2 separate regions of the Sus scrofa genome follow, and region 2 is linked to region 1. Evidence: chromatin contacts called from public Hi-C data. All regions are on one chromosome and are shown on one strand. The core of a region is the stretch at or near the end of the contact, and the rest is flanking DNA. Distances in the headings are between cores, read along the strand shown.

Region 1 (7,365 bases), core at 3,078-5,577:
GCCCCCCTCATTTTTTCCCCTGTGCAGATATACTTCAATGAAAGCACATCTTAAAATAATCCCAATTTTTCACATCCCTGAAGCAAGTCAAGCCCCCGCTGCAGCATGGCACATCTTGGACCTGTAGACGTGGCCCTGTCTCAACCTGGATGAAGGTTTCTTGCTGCTTGATAGAAGGCATGGGAAAACTAAAATGTCCAAAGCCCCGTGGCAAAGGGAGTCTGGATCCTTATAGAAATCTCCAGGCACAGCCCAAGGAGAGAGAAAAGTACCACCCACCCACCCCCCAGAAACGTGCTCAAGAACCTGGAAGTAAATGCTCCTTGTTCCATCAATGAAGGCACAGGAGGCAAACTTCCTGCTGTGACCCAACGCAAACAAGGTATTGAGATCCTGGGGCCACATTGTCTAAAACCCACAGCCTTCCAGGGTCAGGCTTTACCCCAGGGGTATTCTGCTCGTACAGAGCCTTGGAGCTGTGGTTGTGAAAGAAACTGACCAGCCCTGTGCCCTGTGTGAGAGGCCCCCAGGAAATGGTTTATGACCACAGAGCCTGGCCTTTCTGGCAGCTGCTGCCTTCTCAGCCTCCCTCTTGGCCAAATCTCTGGCTTTATCTCATGATAACTGAGTATGTTTACCCAACCTGCACTGTACCTGGAGGTGCTGCAGGCAGTGGCTGTGTTTTCCTGCCCTCACTCCAATCTCTGGGCCTCAAAAGAAAAAGAGGGGGAGGAGAGGGAGGAAGCTGGCTCAAACCTTTTGAAAAGCAAACCCTGTAAAATTCCAACAGCAAAAAGAAAGAAAACAAAGAAAAGAGAGAAGGAGAAAGCAAGAAAGAAAAATCACTCTATTTTAGAAGGACACCATTTTCCTCTAGGTATCTTAGGCTTTGTATGACCTGGCATCTCTTGAACTTCCAGAAGAAAGTTGTAAAAATGCTCACCAAACATGACCACAGAAGGAAGGAAACAAAACTCATGGTCAGTAGAAACCAAGGTAATATAAATTCTATAGCATTTCCATTTAAGGGACTGTTAATACCTAAGTGAAAATTGCAGCGTAAAAGGAACCTTCACCATGTACTTTTATGAAAGACAGAATCTACTCTGAAAGTCCTCTAGAAAACAATTAAAAAGATAACCAAAGAATTCTTTAAAAAATTTTTGAGCTATAACTCACCTCACAAAATTTACTCTTTTAAAGTCTATCACTTAGTGGTTTTTAGTATGTTTACCAAGTTAGACAACCGTCACCACTTTCTAATTCCCGGACAATGTCATCCCCCCCAAAATACACTCCATGTTTATTAGTAGTCACTTCCCACCTCCCCGTCCCCAGCCCCTGACAATGACTAATCGGTTTTCCAGTTCAATGTCCTTGCTCATTCTGGGCATTTCATGTAAGTGGAATCACATAATATGTATTCTTTCATGACTGGCTTCCTTCACTTAGTATAATGTTTTCCAAGTTCATCCACATCATAGCATGTATCAGTATTTCATTCCTTTTTATGGCTGATAATTGTCCATTTTATGGATAGACCTCATTTTATTGATCCTGGAAGAGATAAGCCACAGTTGGTTAATGATTCATCTGCCTGGGTGGTCAGTGGTATTTACAATTTAGTGTAAAAAAAAAAAAGTATTATATTAAAAGGTGTGTTTAAACAATACAGCCTGCTTTGGGCCAGGCCTCCAGGCATCCACTTAGTAAGTGTTCATTTAGTCACCTGAACTGAAAGAACGTCCCTGACAGAAGGCATGTGATCCTCTGCCCTGTATCTATGAAGCTCGGTTTTTTTCTTTTTTAAACTCAGCAAAGTGCTAAACTAGGAGGTAAACACAGCCCATTTTCAAGTGCAAAATGTCACGCAAAGTATATTCAGATGTTGAGATATTCGAGGAATTGAATGTTAAATACTCTAGTCAAACCAGAGAAGATTTACAGATGGCAAACAAGCATATGAAAAGACGGTCCACCATGTATGTTATCCAGGAAATGCAAATTAAACCCCTGAGAATCCACTACACTCCTATGAGGATGGCCAAAATTTGGAAGAATGATACCACCAAATGCTGGCGAGGACATGGAGCAACAGGAACCCTCATCCATTGCTAGTGGGAAAGCAAAATGGTGCAATCTAGCAGTTTCTCACAAAACTAAGCATACTTTTACCATACGACCCAGCAACTGTGCTCCTTGGTATTTACCCAAAAGAGTTGAATACTTATGTCTACACAAAACCCTGTGCACAGATGGTTATAGCTGCTTCCTTCATAATGACCAAAATTTGGAAGCAACCATTTGACCTTCAGTAAGTGAGTGAATAAAATTGTGATACATCTAGACAATGGATTATTATTCAGGACTAAAAAGAAATGAGCCATTAAGCCATGCCAAGTCATGGAGGAACCTTAAAGGCCTATTACTAGGTGAACGAAGCCACTCTAAGAAGGCTACAAACTTGAAGATGCCAACTACATGATACTTTGCAAAAGGCCAAGGTGTGGAGACGGTGCAAAGGTCAGTGGTGACCAGGGTTTGTGGAGGTGGCGGGGATGGTAAGTAGGAAATAATGAAGCACAGAGGATTTTTAGGGCAGTGAGACTACTCTGTATGATGCCACAATGGTGGATACATGTCACTGTGCATTTGTCCAGATCCACAGAATGGGCAACACCAGGAGAGAATCCTAATGGAACATACGAACTCTGGGTGATGATGGGTCAATGTAGGTTCATCAGTTGTAACAAACCACTCTGGGGGTGTTGACAGTGGAGGAGGCTCTATGGGGTGGGAGGTGGGGGCAGTAGGTATATAGGAAATCCCTGTACCTTCCCCTCAGTTTTGCTCTGAATGTCAAAGTGCTCAAAAAATAGCATATATTACAACAAAATTCTGGTAGAATCCTTGGCACTGAGCATGTGCTTGTAAATACTTGCTGACAACCAAGCCATTTTCTCTCCCATTCGTTGGTCTCCTCCCAGTAAGACCTTTAACCCTGAAATACTACACCCCCATGTGAGGAGTGTGAGGGTTTCTGGACCACAAGTTTTAACTCAGCACCTTGGGATCAAGTTCTCCTTGGCCATACACCTGTTTGGGACTCAATTTCCTCACCTGAGAAGTGGGGAGATAGCTTAGGTCATCTCTAAGATCTGTGAGCTGGGTAGGGTCTGAGAGAAGCCAATGTCTAACATTAACTCCGTGACCTCTGTCTGTCTCCACCCCAAAGGCTATGTCAAACCCAGTAACCATATTTTTCAAATCAACATGCAGGGTTTATTATCCAACAAAGGATTTTGTTTAACGTCTGAGGAATTGTCTGGGCTCCCTACGTCCATATATGTTCCCTAGAGGAAAAGTGAAATGTTTAGAAATACATAAATAAGTCAGATCTCTCATCTTCTCATTCGGAGTAACCACAAAGCTATTTTTCCACCTGGCCTTTTGGAAATCAATTATTTCCGGGAGTTCCCGTTGTGGCACAGCAGAAACGAATCCAAAAGGTAACCATGAGGTTGCAGGTTTGATCCCTGGCCTCCCTCAGTGGGTTAAGGATCCAGCGTGGCTGTGAGCTGTGGTGTAGGTCGCAGACGCGGCTCGGATCCCACGTTGCTGTGGCTCTGGCGTAGGCCAGCAGCTACAGCTCTGATTAGACTCCTAGCCTGGGAACCTGCATATGCCAGGGGAGTGGCCCTAGAAAAGAAAAAGAAATTAATTATTTCCGAGTCTATCTTCTTCCCTAGACTGTGATTGCCAAGTGTTTTATCTTCTCAAAGCCTGGAACTTAATAGGTACCCATTAAATTTTTGATTTAATGAATCAGTTAAGTTCGCATGGCTGTTTTAAATTCCATGCTGTTTCTATAATTTATGGGAATAACAGGGCTCAGTGAATTGAGAACAGCCACTCCATGTCAAGAACCAACTTTACTTTGGAGCCCTAATTAAAAGCTTGATTTTGAAAAGTTGGCCATTGAAGACCATGTTTATAAAAAAACTCCTTTTTGGAGGGAGGGCCAGAGAGAGGATTACAGAGGCAACTGTTGTTCCAGTTAGGAAAGCCAGGCCCCAGAATTTAGAGCCTCTGGGCTTTCATAGAGAAGGTGGCATTCAGTGAGTTATCAAACTTCAAACTTTTTCAGACACAGTTCTTTTCTCTTCTAAAAAGAAGACTAATTTTCTTTTTTAAGCAGTTTTAGGTTCGAAACCAAACTGAGAGGAAGTAGCGATTTTCCCCAATCTCCCTGCCCCCACAGGCACACGGCCTCCGCTGTGACCAATGGCACTCAGCACAGTGATGCATTTGTCACCACTGATGAACCCACACTGACACATGTTCATCACCCAAAGTCCGCAGTTGACCTTAGGACTCATCACTTGCTGTTCCATGTACATGGCATTGCTTCATGCTGGGTTTAGCCACAGGTCATTGAAAACCACATTTGAGTGGCTGAAACCTAGAGGAATTTCTCATTTAACAGGAAGTTTGGAGATCAGCAGGCATCGAGAGTCAGATCAAAGAGCGCTACCCTATCAGAGCTGGAGCCATGTCCCTGCACATCTCCTTTCTCTCACTTTCCAGGTTCTAAGCACCACTTAGGTATGCAAGGCAGGAGGACTATGGGGCGAGAAGAGGGAAAGGCCACACAGGCTAGCTCAGTCTCTTGTTATCACAGAAGCAACAGCTTTCCAGAGTTCACTCCTGTCCCCAAAAGACTTCTTGGGTCTCTCTGCCTGAATTCGGTCACAAGAGGGTCTGAAGACCAGAGCTGGGCATGCTGCTTCTGTAAACACTATTGAGGTTCTGTGAGCATGAACAAAGAGATGAATGGATGTTGCCATGCACGTCATGTATTTGTCACACACACTCCTAATGACCAACAGCTATGTGGCTCTTCCCAGGATGTGACTTAGTGGATACGAAGCATCCGTTTCAGTTGGCATCCAGGATCGGGTAGCTTTTCATGATAATAATAACCACATTGACTATAATAAACTTTTTTTTTTTTTTTTTCTTTTTGGTTGTGCCCATGGCATGCACAAGTTCCCAGGCCAGGGATCATACCCGAGCCATAGTGACACAACATCAGAGCCTTAACCACTAAGCTACCATGGGACTCCACAACAAACACTTTTAACATACAATTTTTATTCATCCTTAAACAATTCTGCAGAGTAGGTAAGTTAAGTCTTACCCACTGTGCAGATGAGGAAACTGAGATACAGCAGGTGCAGTTACGTGTACATAGCAGACACAGTACTGGAATCAAACTCTTGGGCCTCCAAAGCTTAGGTCCAGAACTGCAATTCTGGAGTTTCCATCATGGCTCAGTGATAAAGAATCCAAGTAGTATCCACAAGGATGCGGGTTCCATCCCTGGCCTAGCTCAGTGAGTTAAAGATCCGGTGTTGCCATGAGCTGTGGTATAGGTTGCAGAGGCAGCTCAGATCTGGTTGCTGTGGCTGTGTTCGTAGGCCAGCAGCTGCAGCTCTGATTTGACCCCTAGCCTGGGAACTTCCATACGTGGTGGGTGCAGCCCTGAAACGGAAAACAAAACAAAACAAAACAAAAACCCTGCAATTTTGTGTCTGCCCGCTCAGTCAGTTTTGCGTATTGGACCCTCGTTAAGGGCACGGGACTTCAGAAATTGAGCAACAAAGTGGGTCAACTCAAGTTAGGAGCCTGGGGAAGGCAATGAGTCTGTCTGTGGTTCCCTCTGCCGGAGGTGGCTGAAGGGCTTCGGTTTTGTTCACAGCAACATTCCCAAGAACCTTCTGACTGTAAGCAGGCTGAGGAACTGTGGCCAGCTGTGGGCAGTCGCGCCACTCAGAACCTCAGATGGCAAAAGAACATGGGCACACAGTCCCCTACAGATTGCTGGCCTACCATTTAGTGCGCTGCGGGGCAAAGAGGAGGCCACCTCTGACTTGGATGCATGGCCAAAGCTTGCTGTGAGAAGACAAACCCTTCAAGATCTCTTTTTTTGAGATAGCAGGGTTTTCTTTCCTTGCTAAAGCTTTTCATGACATAGGACTTTAGGGAGATTAGAAGGGGCTTTCAGAGGCGGGATCCAGATGGCGGAGGAGTAAGACGTGGCGCTCACCTTCTCCCACAAACACATCAAAACGAAATTTTGCATGAAGCACCGATTTGCACAGAACATCTACTGAACGCTGGCAGAAGACTTTAAACCTCCAAAAGGGGCAAGAAACCCTTCACATAACTGGGTAGAAGAAAAGGGGGGCGGGAGAAGAAGGGGATTTCAGAGACCAAGACCTGTAAAACCCCCTTCTGCTGAGCTTCAGACAGAACGCCCTATGTGTGACCCAGTGAGGGACAGTTATACAAAGCTTGGAAATAGGAAAAAGGATGACAAGATGTCCTTTCAAAGTCATACCGAAGTACTGTCTGCTGAGCCATGAGTATTTAATTCTCTACAGAAATGTACCTTTCTTTGGCTTACTATGTACTGTTGATTAGGACCGGACTCCACTGAGTTAGATATTAACACAGAGACTGATAACTTACAAATGATTTCTGTCCAGTAGAATTGCCAACGATTTCTCATTGGTAAAAACGATAACCTCAAAGGTGAGAGGAAATGAAGCAGCTTTCTATCTATCTTTGCAATCATATTTTCACATTCTTTTTTTCCCACCAACTCTGTACCCATCATTCTCTCCTGTACCCTGGTTTCTTCATTCATGAATTAAACATGGCTTTGATAACGTTCTCCCAATATTTGTATAAAGGTCCTATTTCTAGGCTTTTGAAGTTTGCTCTGGTGATTTTTAGAGAGAGAGAATCAACTATAGTTTAAAGAACTTAGCCATGTACAGATTTTAAACTGCAAGGAGGAAAATCCCACTGGGGGAATATGTGCTTGTTAACTTGATCCTTGGCTTCAGCTGTCCATAAACCCTGTCTAGAAGCTGTTCCTCACAGTGTGCGGGCGTTGGATTTCAGAACAAAATAAAAAATAAACAAAGCAATGCATAATGAGAAAGCCCTATGCATACAAATGAATGAACATAGAAATTACAGTTTTAGAAAGGAAATGGAATCTGGAGGTGGTGGCCACCCGGAGAGGTCCCTTCTTGCTTCTAAATGCTGTCTCTCCACAGGTACTTGCTTGCTTTCCAAGGCCAGAGCTTATTTTCAAGGCCATGTGCACTAGATGAAATTTCTCGTATGAAGAAAAACAAACTGCATCGAGCATATTTTAGCCTTATCTCCACAGCAATCATTTCCTCCTCCAGGGAGAGGACATGCATTGCAAAGATCCAGAAGCCAGTGCCTTCTCAAATAGACACCAACGTGCAACAACTTTTACTTGTCCCATTTGAGGCCTTGAATCCA
Region 2 (7,365 bases), core at 3,282-5,781, 240 kb before region 1:
TATCTAGCACAAAGACAACTGTGCATGTTGCCTAGTCTATGCAGTTTACACCATACCTTGTCATGGAGGCATTGTGATTCACCGTGCTGAGCTTTATTCCCCTAAAAAAGGAAGAATTTGGTCAGACTTTGACTATGCCTGTAGGATTCTGTCGCTCTGATTTAATGTCATCTCTGATTAATGTCATCTGTATTGGGTCTGTCAGGACAAAAAAGTTTAAAAACTTTTGAGAATGGGCAGCTAGCCAAGAGTTGTAAGCAGGAAGAGAGTATGAACAGATGTGCATTCTTAAAAGATTATTCTGGAAGCTATAGAAAGAATACATGGAAGCAAACAGGCCAGCTAGAAGTAACAATTTTAACCCAGGCAGGACTTAATGAAGTTTGAAATTAAGGCAAGTGCAATGGGGATGGAGAAGCAAAGATGGTTTCAAGAGATGCTAAGGCGATAGAATATATGAGACTTGGTAAATGATTGACAGTGTAGCTGGGCACCCCGAGTGCAGTTTCTGACTTAAAGAGAATGCTGAACAGGGGACGACATTCAATATCCTGTGATAAATTGTAATGGCAAAGAATGTGAAAAAGAATGTGTGTGTGTGTATAAACTGAATCACTTTGCTGCACAGAGGAAATAAACCCAACTCTACTTCAATAAAATAAATTTTTAAAAAATGCTTGGGCGGGGGAGCAGAGACTGGGGGTTTGGGATTAGCAGATGCAAACTATCCCATACAGAATGGGTAAGCAAGGTTCTACTGTATATAGCACAGGGAACTATATTCAATATCATGTAATAAACCATAATGGAAAAGAATATGAAAAAGATATATATATATATATGTAATTGAATCACATTCATATTGCTGTACAGCAGAAATTAACACACCATTGTAAATTAACTACAAAAAATTTTTTTAAAAAGAGAATGCTGGAGAGGGACATGTGTCAAGTTCAGCCTCTGACAGGTTGTTTGAAGTGCTTGTGGGTACACCAAGAAGCATGCATGGATCAAATTCATCCTCAGAAACCTTTCTCCCCCCATGTCTCAGACGCTGGGATCACTTTATGGGGTTGAGTTTCCTACAGTCCAGTTCCCGATCTTTCCCTCTGCAGTGTAGCAAGCAGAGAACAAAGCCAGAGCTCAAGAAGCTTCTTTCAGAGCCCCATTTCTCTCCGTGTCTACTTCTACTGAACCTGAGAATGGGAAAGAATAAAGAAGGGGTGGGAGCTGAATAGCATTGAGAACTATGTCTAGATACTCATGTCGCAACAGAAGAAAGGGTGGGGGAAAAAACTGTAACTGCAATGTATACATCTAAGGATGACCTGACCCCCTTGCTGTACAGTGGGAAAATAATAAAAAAAAAAAAAAAAAAAAGAAGGGGTGGGAAGGGTCTGTACATCTTCTTCCTGCTCTTTCCCTAGAACATACAGGCAGGGCTGGGCAGTGTTTCCAGCGCTCCTGGAATTCCAAGGTGGACACTCTGTGACGCGCCCCCATGTTGGCCTCTAAACTTGCTTAAATTGCTGAGCTGCTCACTTGGGTGTAACCTGACACATAATGTAATTGTTGGCCGTCTGGATTCATCAGCTCCAGCTGTTGGACCCCCTGCTCTGTGTGGGGGTTCCAGCCTCCCCATCTGTTCCTGGGACCTCCCCATTTTTCTCTGCTTGAGCCCCCAGCCACTCCAGATGGCTCTTTCTCGGGATTACAGCTCATTTTTCTCTGATCAGTGTCTCAGCCCCAATTTGAGTTGAACATTTTCAAACCACCCCCATCCCTTTCATCGCCTTAGGCATTTCTAGAGATTAATTTATGCTACATATGCATATGTATGTGCATGTATATAATGGCCAGGATGCACACGTGTACAGAACTTCATTCTTTTTAACTTTCACACACAACAACCTAGACTCAGAAAGGGTATTTCTACAACGCTCTTGAACTTGGGTTGGATTCTCTACAATGGCTGTGGGTAAAAACATGACAGGGCCTCTGACATGTGGAGGATCACTTCCAAAATCCTTCTCCACCATTCTTAAGAGTACTCTGAAACCATAAAAAAATGAAAATTTAGCTGCCACGAGGATCGATTCTATACCCTTCTACTCAGGTCAAGGAGCTTCATTTTTGGTTCTGAGAATCCTGTCTGTAACTACAACATTCAAGTTCAAACAAAATGGGGATTTTCAGGGGTGGTTGAGAAAGACCGGTAGCTCACAGACTCTGCCTGGCAGCTACAGCCCCAAGCTGGGGACTGTTCTCACCAGCAAACCACGGGATGGCTTTTGAATAATACCTTTTACCACACCCGCTATCATAGTCCTCTTCATGGGTCAAAGGGCAGAATCACAAAAATGCTTCACTTCCTTGAGGGAATATTTTAGAGCAGAGTAATTTTCATTTATTTCATGCCTAATAATTAGCACTGTTTTTTTTTTCCCAATGATGGAAGTGGTTCTATATACATATATATATAAATATAATTATTATTTTGTTTGGCCATGCTCATGGCATGAGAAAGTTCCCAGACCAGGGATGGAACCCAAGCCACAGCAGTGACAACGTCAGATCATTAACCCACTAGCCACCAGGGAACTCAAGAAATAGTTCCCTTTAGGACAACATGTAAAGTAGTTTATTTTGTATACTTCAGCAATGTTTAGGCTTCAGAGCATTGATAAAATATTACTTCTACTGTGATGGTTTTCAACCAGGGGTGATTCGGTGCCCCAGGGCATGGTACCAGCATCTCGTGGGTGGAGGCCAGGGATGCTGCTCAGCATCCTACAGGGCACAGCCAGCCTCCTTTCCACCAACAGCAAAGGACTGCCTGGTCCAAAGAGCAGTAGTGCCCAGGCTGAAAAGTTCAGCTCTACTGGATTATACATTAATTATACCACTGCCACCCTGAGGAGTACACGTGATGAAGCCCTGCTCCTCAAAAAGAAACGCCTAAGAGTACAGAATTCCAAAGGTCAAGCCATCTTTCCTACAGAATGTTTTGAGCCCAGTCAAGTCTCACTCCAGGAGTCCAAAGCTGTACCTTTACCTTGGCTCAGTTCTGAGCACCAACAAGAATTAAGGGCTGGCATAATGTAACGGGATTGTCTATTCCATCAGATGATTTATTTTATTTTGATTTTTATGGCTGCACCTGCATATGGAAGTTCCCGGGCTAGGGGTTGAATTGGATCTACAGCTGCTGGCCTACATCACAGCCACACCCACGCCAGATCCGAGCCGCATCTGTGACCTACGCCACAGCTTGCAGCAATGCTGGATCCTTAACGAACTGAGCGAGGCCAGGGATCAACACGCATCCTCATGGAGACTAGGTGGGGTCCTTAACCTGCTGAACCACAGTGGGAACTCCTGATTTCTATTTAATTGTGGTAGTTCGGGGCCTGAGGCCTTCCTTTACCACCCTTTCTTTTTTCCAAGACAAATGATTTTTTTTTTTTTTTAGCTTGTTGCTCCCTGGTATGGCTTCATCACACTCTTCAAGAAGCAAACAGAATTGATGTAAAAAATATATTTATACAAAAACCTGAATTAAATAGAGTGAGGAGTCCAGAAGGGGGAGCTCTCGGGCCCTTCCAGGATAGCAGAGAACAAGGGAAAGAAAAAGCCATTGAGAACTATGTCTAGATACTCATGTTGCAACAGAAGAAAGGGTGGGGGAAAAATGTAATTGCAATGTATACATGTAAGGATAACCCGACCCCCTTGCTGTACAGTGGGAAAATAAATAAATAAATAAATAAAAAGAAAAAGCTCCCTCTTCTTTCCTAGCAAGGACTCAGACCCTGAAAAGTGCTTGCCCCTCTATAAAAGCATTTTCCCTTTGCCATGACCAAGGCTGCAGACAGGGAATGGCAATTCTCTGCTGATCCCAAGTAAACCCCTATTTCCTGGAGAAATATTCGGCAGTCTGTTTATTTCCAGTCAGCAATACGGAGAAAGGAAATGCAACATCTTTTAATACTGAGTTCTCTGGTTTACAAAAGATAATAGTGATACCAGCTGGGCTTGGGAGGAACTTGTAATCCTGTGAAGGTTTTCACAGGTTGACTTGCTTTCTTTTTGCTCTAAGCCAGGAAACTTCCATGTAGCCAGTCTCACCCACAAAGTTCCATTTTCTTGAATCTGCAAAGCCCATGTTCAAGGGAATGTTTTTTGTTGTAAGCACTCTCATTTAAAAAGTGATCAGCATATATCCTCTCAAAAACGAAAATCACCTCGAAACCCACCTTTTGAAACCAGTGTTTCCAGACTGTAGCGATCTAGAGGGATGACATTTCCATTGTCATCTCTCATTCCCAAATGCCATGCTGCTGCTAGGGGTGGAGTAAACAGAGCCAGGCTCTCTTGGGTGGACATGTGATGCTCTCCAAGCAAATGGTCAGGAAAAGAACCAGGTGATCTTAGTCTCTGGTTGGTTGGCTCCTAGTAGAGTTTCTAGTTCTAAGAAATAGACCGTTAAAGATGCTAACATTTTTAGGTGAGATGATGGTATTAGGGTTTTATCTTTTTAAATGATTTTTTTTGGGGAAATACTTAATGATTTATGGATTACAACGATGATGGGAAAATGCTTAAAAATAGTTCTGAGGAAAGGTCATGGCTGAAATCAAGCTGGCCATGAGTTGATAATTGTTTGAAACTGGTGAGAATTACATCAAAGTGTGTGTATGTGTGTGTGCTAATGGCAATGGTCCAGTAGAGTTGGAGGAATGGATGGCCAAGGAGAGAGAAGAAACACCCTAAGAAGCCAACCACTCAAGGGCATGACAGGTCAGGAGGTAGATTTCAGAGACCAGACACGCACAAATAATCACTATAAACTCAGTCTGAATCTTGAGCATATTGAAAACACCCCCCCTCCACCCTGGTCATTTTGCCAGATGGGGAGACATTTAGAAGATGAGGAAGGATGTTTCTATGCCATATTCATTTATACTTTGGCTAAATTTTGCTCGTGATGCACCTGCTAACATACTGGGAGCCACACTGGACTTGTTTTGCTCCTTTAAATGTCAAGGGTTTTGGAAATTTTGAACCAATTTGCTTTTGCTAAATCTTGACCTTATAAGGCTGCTATTGGGGCCAACATAGTCAGAGATTTTATAATAACATTTCAACTGATGTCACTTTCTTACTCTCCCTCAAAATAATGAGTTACATGGAACTCTACTGTTTCTCATTAGGTCACGGGTGGGTGAAGCGTTCAAGCTGCTATCACTTTTTCCAAATAATTTCACTCATACTGACTCCTAATTTATCTACAGTATTATGTAGCAACCGAATAAATAGTCTCCTCAAGAAAGCATCCTCTCCTTGGCTGTTCCATAAAACTGTGCTGACTCATTTGTAGTTGGACCTGAAGAATGTTTCAAACACATGAAGCCAAAGGAGCCATGCTTTGTCTGAGCCATTCCCCTGCCCTCCTGCCCCTACCAACAGCAGAAGTGCACAAGATTTGCTTTGGGTTTGCAGGATCCTGGCAAGTGAGGACCTTTAGCATGACTTTGGCACCCATTTCTAAAGAATACACTCTACAAGTTAAAAGACTCCTTTGCTGTTTGTTTTTCCCAGAATCCCTTTTTTTTTTTTGAAGTATAGCTGATTTACAATGTTGTGTCAATTTCTGCCGTACAGCAAAGTGACCCACTCACAGACACACACACATATATATTCATACATATATTATTTTTCTCATATTATATTCTATCATGTTGTATCCCAAGAGACTGGATATAGTTGCCTGTGCTGTACAGTAGGACCTGGTTGCTCATCTATTCTAAATATAAGAGTTAGCATCTGCTCACCCCAAAGTCCCCGTCCATCCCACTTCCTCCCCTTTCCCCTTGGCAACCACAGGTCTGTTCTCCGTGTCTATGAGTCTGACTCTATTTCGTGGATAGGTTCCTCTGTGCCATATTTTAGATTCCACATATAAGTGATATTCTAGTGTTTGTCTTTCCTTGACTTCACTTAGTATGAGAATCTCTAGTTGCATCCATGTTGCCACAAATGGCATTAATTCATTCTTTTTTATGGCTGAGTGGTATTCCATTGTATATATATGTACCACATCTTCTTAACCCATTCATCTGTTGATGGACATTTAGGTTGTTTCCATGTCTTGGCTATTGAAAGTAGTGCTGCTATGAACCAGACTTCCTTTAAATCTGTATGGGCAAGGGGTAATATGGAGGCTACTCAGGTGGGTAAAAGCCTGAGTGGAGATCAGAGCCCCCACATCCAATAATAGAAACATCGGTGGCAGAAACAACACTATGAGATTTGAAACTACACATACACCTTAAGAATCCAAATAAATAACAATAAGCTGGAACTCAGTTTGCAGGAGAACCCTTCTGACAAAATCTTGCTAAGTTGAAATTCGAATGCACATATTTCCAACTGAATTCTTCTATTACTTATCCCAGATGCGATGACTTTAACTGACAGGAGGCTGGGTATTTGAACTTGGCCTCACCTGTGCTTCTATTTTCATACTCGATTATCTAATGTATTCAAATCTACTCTGCATGGTGTGGCCTACATGTGTGTACGAGTGGTTACTCATTAAAATCATGCCCAGTAGACTACACCAAAGTCAGTCCGTGGCTTATTGCCAATGGCATTTCCCTGCCTTGATGGGAAATTCCAGCCTTCAGAAGACATGCCTTTTAAGAGTTCATGGGAGGCGGGATTTACCTAGAGTTTCAGGAAAGAAAGCTAGTAAGCCAATCCATCAACTCCCCACAATGAACCCAGGACATATGGGACACAGGATCTTGGGCAAGGGAGAAAAACTTGCCATTCTACTATGTGTCTCGTTAGCACGAGGATTAATTTAGGCTCATTATTTTTAAGAAACAGAAGACTCAGGCAGTTTTCTTTTTATCCCCACCCCCACCCACCTAAACAGTTTAGAGAGCAGGCTTGCTTCCAGCCTAGAGCAGTCACCAGAAGCATCTTCAAAGAACAAGGGGCCAGGTGTAGAGGGGGGAGCTGGGTGGCCTAGAGATCAGAGACCACTAGGTGTCCCATTAGTGTCCACAGGACCCAGCAAACATTTGTTTACCAAACATAAGGAGATGCTTTTCCATCTCCATGTGAATTGCCTTCCTCCCCTTTGAAGTCTCCATCTTCTACCCCCAACATCCTCTTTTGTCTTCAGCTGAAGATGGTATTTAAGGGCGGGTGCTTTGGCCATTTTGGTGAGGGACTCAATTTTCCTGGGTGTATCCCATGTGTACTTGTTATTAAACTTCTGTTTGACTTTCTCCTGTTCATCTGTCTCATGTCAAGTCAATTCTTAGACCAGTGAGAAGAACCTAGAAGGGGAGA

The links. Hi-C and Micro-C count contacts between places; a contact is called where the count stands out from the background.
Region 2: a contact with region 1 is called in a Hi-C map of retroperitoneal adipose tissue, with 1.8 times the contacts expected there. The contact joins two enhancer-like sites. A contact is called at or near these places in 6 of 47 Hi-C or Micro-C datasets (embryonic fibroblasts, fibroblasts, heart right ventricle and 3 more) and 1 of 2 datasets of contacts at active chromatin or transcription factors (skeletal muscle).

The regions. Positions count from the first base shown.
Region 1 is chrX:9,789,228-9,796,592 of Sscrofa11.1, reverse strand. All of the region lies in intron 2 of LOC110257721 (a long non-coding RNA gene), which reads right to left. Among named protein-coding and RNA genes, the nearest start is that of TMSB4X, 140 kb to the right of the region's middle. Within about 2 kb of position 4,327, at least 9 of the 83 cell types and tissues checked have an H3K27ac peak or open chromatin away from gene starts, as enhancers often do. A contact at or near this core is called in retroperitoneal adipose tissue, where this site is marked.
Region 2 is chrX:10,030,872-10,038,236 of Sscrofa11.1, reverse strand. No RefSeq gene overlaps it. Among named protein-coding and RNA genes, the nearest start is that of EGFL6, 180 kb to the left of the region's middle. Within about 2 kb of position 4,531, at least 12 of the 83 cell types and tissues checked have an H3K27ac peak or open chromatin away from gene starts, as enhancers often do. A contact at or near this core is called in retroperitoneal adipose tissue, where this site is marked.